Regions from separate parts of the Macaca mulatta genome. Here region 2 is linked to region 1. A link is a contact called in public Hi-C data. All regions are on one chromosome and are shown on one strand. Each heading gives the region's core, a stretch centred on a gene start, on an enhancer-like site or on the middle of the called end of the contact. The rest is flanking DNA. Distances are from core to core; before and after follow the strand shown.

Region 1 (2,631 bases), core at 72-2,571:
TTAATAACATATATCTGGAAATTATTTATACAACACAATTTGTTACCCATTTTCACATAAATGTATTTAAATACCACTGTTTTAAAACACCCCCAAATCTTAAAAAGTCAGCCATGTAAATCTTGAAAAAGCAAACGCCAACCTTAAAATTAATCTTTTAAAAGATAATTTCATATTTTTCACCTATTTATACATTTGCTTAGTGCCTGCTATATGTTAAGCACTATCCCAGTTACTGATTTGGATTTTTAATTTTAGACAAGGAACTCCCAGAATTCTGCTGACTAAATCATTTCTGTTTTTTGTTCAACAAGTTGGACTAAGAAATACTTAGATGCTACACCCTTTCCACTACTAGGCCATAATTATTTTGAACTCAGAAATGCCAGACAATGATGGTTATTCCTGTTAGGTGGTTTCATTCTTTAACCTGCCAGACCTAGGTTTGGAGCGATGTTTATGAAAGTTGTGGATGACACCGCAGAACATCAGTAACCAATAAGAAGTCCGGTCCTAACAGCAGGGAGGGGGCCCCCGAGAGTGTAGGGAAAACGGAAGGAGCGGCGGCTCCAGCCCGGGCTATGCAGGAAGATGTCACGGCTGGACACCCGGTCATTCCAATGGTCCCTTCTCAAGAACTTTTCAGAAAGTAGGTTCCTCTCGGAATAGGGAAAGAGGAGTCTGTTAAACAGTGAGGGTTTTTTTTTTTTTTTTGAAAAGCACGGGTTGATACTAACACGAATAAGCAGAATAAACAGTCCTTGCAAACTCCAGTGTGGGGTGGAGATGGGGGCGGAATAAACAGCGCTCGAATTGTCTCGGATGGAGAGACATCCCCAACTGGTGGAGAGCGGACAAGAGCAGAGATGAGTAGAGAGTGCGGCCGAGGACAGGCGCGGGCCCCGCGGGAGGGAAAGCCGGGCCAGGGCAGCTCACCCCGGGCGGAGCTTCGCGGCCAGGAGCGCGGCCGAGGCGAGTGGGTGCCCGACGCCAACTAGAAGGCCGCGTCCCGTCGCACCCCGCCCATCCCTGGTGCTGGCAAGGAACAGGGCAGGGCAGGAAAGCAGGAAGAAGTCCTCACACAGATGCCAAAGCAACAAGTGCTCGCGGTGGCGACTCAACAGACCGCTGGGTTGGGGCTGCAAAACGAGACCCGGCACGGCAGCCTCCCGGCCTTCCCTCTCTCAACCCCTGCCCCACCGCACTCACTCTGCCACACGACGCTCTTTAGCCCCCTCTCTGCCACTGGCGGCGCCATCTTCCCGACACTGCGGAACAGCAGCCACCACCTTCCACTCCCAACCTACTTTGGCCGCAAAAGCGGCGTTGGGATGGCCCCGCCCCTCGCTGCAGGGGAAGGCCCCACCCCCTCTTGCAGACCTCGCCCTCCGGTGACGTCACGCGCGACAGCAAGGAAATTTCCGCCCACTGCCTGACGGAGGCCGCGTAGTATGGGTGGAAGCGCCGAGGGAAGTCGGGCGCCCCCTCGCGGGAGGCGGCTGTCGCCTGCGGTTCGACGTCCTGTGGCCTAGGAAGGCGAAGTGCCAAACCGATAGTGAGACAGGGCTGTCTATGAAATTCCGAGTTCACACATACACGAAGACTGGAGGATCCTCCCCTTTACAGAAGAACCCTTCACTTCGCGAGGCGATTCATAATAGATTTTACTCAGTAGCCATACCAACTACCTAATAGAAAATGTACTGTCCCCAAAAGTGTATTTCATTCATTTTTCAAGGACACAGTAATTGCGTAGAACTGTGAGGTACCCTCCAGTGTGCCAAGAACTGTGCTGGACTTTTGGAAGAGTCAAAGAAATGAGAGACCGACTCTTCCCCCTGAAGAATTTATAATCTAATTAAAGAGCGCGATTCCTGGAATGCTGCAGATAGTTAAAACTGGGTTTAAAAATGGAATGCCTTAATGATAAGATATACATAAATGAACCAACAAAACAATAATCATTTATTAACAAATTTGTGCAACAAATGTAGGGAGGGTCTGTTAATGCTGCAGAATCAAAAATTATCGTTGAAGGTTGATTCACAGAGGAGGAGATCTGAGCTCAAAGTTTAGGCAGAAATCTGTTTACTGACATGGTTCTTTTGGGACTTTAAATCAAAGTCATCAAACGTAAATTAGATCAGTTTAGTTGCTAAGAGCCCTAACTGTGAGATAACCATCATGACACTGGCAGAAAGTACGCTTTCCGAAAAGGATTTGCAAAGAACTAGTGGCTGTAAAGATTCAAACTGGTCACACAGAAGTAGAAGTGGTTAAATACTACTACTAATAATAATGTCTAATATTTACTGAGTGCTTACTTACCATATGCCAGGCACCATGCTAAGCAGATTACCTCACTGATCCTCAAAGCAACCCTAACAACAAGGAAACTGAGGCTTAGTGAAGTTAAGTAACTTGCCACGGATGCCCTTGGTGGTGGAGTGGGAACAAAGATCAGGCTTGGGCTACATGGAAAGCAATAGAGTAGTCTGTGGGATAACCCGCGATTTTTAGGAGAGAAAAGGAGAATGAAGAATTAAGAACAGGCTGGGCATGGTGGCTCACACCTGTAATCCCAGCACTTTTGGGAGGCCTAGGCAGGATGACTCATAGAGGCCAGGAGTT
Region 2 (2,631 bases), core at 85-2,584, 54 kb after region 1:
CTACCTGCGACCCTGGGCTGCTCCGAGCCTCGCTGCAAGACTGAGTCAATCCTGCTAACGAAACAAGAACTGAGACAAGAGTGCAGTGAGGAGGCGCCAGGTGAGCTCCCCAGCACAGCCAAGCCAGCACCGACCCTGCCGCAGAAGCCCAGGGCCCAGATAATTCTAAATTAGCCCAATGCACAGGTGGCTGAGACCTCTTACTCCTGACTTCCTGCTGGGAAAATTTCCAGGCCTTCTGTACACCTCTTGAAATGGCACCTCTCCACCCTCATCCCCCCAACCCCACCCGACACACACGCACTGACCATTTCCCTGTCTGGATCGGATAGTGAGTACCAACAACACGAGGCCAATACTGAAGTCATTACACGCCCTGGCCAGGGGTGAGCGGGAGAAGCACCAACAAGTTGGCGCTCAGTAGATCCACGTCAAAAGGAATAATTTTAAAGCTGTAAACTGGAAAGGCTTCTGTTACTCTTTCCTCCTCTCCCCAATCCCTCTTGCCGAACTCCCCCCAGGGGTGGGCAGAAGGTTGGGGGAGGAGATCAATAGTGGCGGGCTCTCCCGGCTCTAAAAATCTAAAATGGAAACGAGAGGGCGGCCCCAGTCCGACCCCTCCCAGAGAAGACTACAGGCCGCAGCTCCCCCTCCGCCGAACCACCTTCCCCCACCCACAAATCTTCAGATTTCGGGGGCCGCCTTCGCCCGTTTCCTCCATAGCCCCTCTTCCGAACTTACCCCCAAAGCCAAGGCCTACACGCTTCGTACCTTAAAGTAGATCTCGTCCACCACCTCGTGGTAGGTCTTGAGCTCGTAGAGCTGTACTTTGAAGTAAGGCGACGACAGGATGTTGGTCAGGATCATGGGGTTGAGGTTCATGGTCTTCTCGTTGCCCCAGAGCGGGAGCACATTGCCCTGCTTGCCCGAGACCGCCGGCTTGGTAGCGCCGCCGCCGCCGCACTGCTGCTGTTGCTGAGCCGCAGCAGCGGCCGCCTGGTGCTGCGGCTGCGAGTTGCCTGTCAGCGCGGGGCTGTTGTTAGCCATGTTGCGGCGGAAGGAAGGAGGGAGGGAAGGAAGGAGGGGGGGGAGGGGGCCAAGCTCGATCTCGCTCTTCGGGACAACGGTCTGGGACCCTACTCCATGGAACGTCGTCGGGAGAAGGGGCCGCCTTGCTGTGCCCCAGCCGGGCAAGAGAGGGCACCCAGGGCGCCGACAAAAGGACCCCGGGCCGAGAGCAAACAGCGAAACCCAGTCCGCGAGAACTCCACGCAGAAGGGGAGCCGGCGGCAAGTGAGATCGATCTCTTCCGCCAACTGCCCCTGGGAACAAGATGGCGGACCCGGCGGATATGACGCCACGCACCCCAGCGTTCCAAGCTGAACTGCCGGCCAATCAGAGACGCCCAGGTGGGCTGGAGCGTCCTCTTCCTAGTTCCCCGCGTTCTCTGCACCTGAAGTCGCTGCAGTGACCTCCCTACCTGACTCTTAGGGGATTTCCCCTGAGAATTTGGGGGCCGGGGGAGAGGGTGGTAGGCTTAATCCGTTGTTGTTGTATTTTGACTGGGGGCTTGATTTCTTTTGTCGAGAGCTGAACCAGAAAGGGTTCGCATGGCTGCGATGTGCTTGCTAATATCGTGACTCTTGACTCCTGCAGAGTATCCGAGAGGGTCTCCTGGCGTCTGTTTTAAGGTTCTCTGGAAGGGACAATGGTCAGGGACCCCACTCCTCCGGGAGATTCTGATCAAAGGTCACGTCCTTCGCCAGCCTCTAGTGTCCAGCCAGAGGTCTTAAATTTATTCAACCGTAAGATTGAGATAACATCTGCCTGGGCTGTTGAGAGCACTGAAAAAGCTAATATACTTGTGGCGCTTAGTAGACTGTTCCAGGCATCTGGTAGGCGCCTTTTCTTTTCTCCCTGCTCTGGATCTTTCGATTCTAGGAATGTGTTCGGAGTGGTAAACATTGGGTGAGATACTGTGAAATGGGAATGGGGGTGTGAATGTGTGGGGAGTTTGAACGTTGCAATCTTAACTTCAGTGGCGCATACACAGAGGAGAAGAAAAGAATGACGATGGAAACTTTGGGGAAAATCCCATCTGGATGAAAATAAACCAGGAGGAGAGAGAGAAGACAAGCAGAAAAGTAGGTAAACCAAGAGACAGTTGTATGACAGAATACAAGGAAACAGAAAAAAATAAATAATGAATTGAGTGACTGATTAATGTTTAGAGCTGTACAGTACAAAAGTGGTAATCCTGTCCAGTTCCTTTGTTTTAGGTTGCAAGAGAACTAGAACCCTAAGAGGAGAAGCAGTTTTCACCTTCTTAGTAGTAAATCTTGTTTTTCTCTATAGTGGTTTTTATTAACTTCCAAAGGAAAACTGAAGATCCTAACCCCTGTGTCATGAGTTACCACGTTAGAAGTCCATAGAAAAAAATTTTTTTGAACCCATTTCTTACTTTTTGTGTATATATATTTTGCCTTGATAATAATAGTTTATTGAGTTTATTGAGTGACACATTGCCTAATCGTATGGCTTATTTTTAATTCCTCAGATACATGATCTTTCTGTATAGTCTTAAACAGTCTTTACCCCTAGTCACTTTGGATGAAAAGCTTGGTAGAGAGG

What was found. A called contact is a pair of places that touch in the nucleus more often than the background predicts.
Region 2: a contact with region 1 is called in a Hi-C map of fetal cortex germinal zone, with 2.4 times the contacts expected there. The contact joins the promoter of PRPF38B here to the promoter of STXBP3 in region 1. A contact is called at or near these places in 4 of 14 Hi-C or Micro-C datasets (blood, cortical neurons, fetal cortex germinal zone and 1 more).

What each region holds. Positions count from the first base shown.
Region 1 is chr1:131,569,150-131,571,780 of T2T-MMU8v2.0, forward strand. It overlaps STXBP3 (syntaxin binding protein 3), which reads right to left and starts at 1,322. Exons shown (of 23, transcript XR_013400383.1): 1 at 1,210-1,322.
Region 2 is chr1:131,622,661-131,625,291 of T2T-MMU8v2.0, forward strand. It overlaps PRPF38B (pre-mRNA processing factor 38B), which reads right to left and starts at 1,335. Exons shown (of 6, transcript XM_028830952.2): 1 at 772-1,335.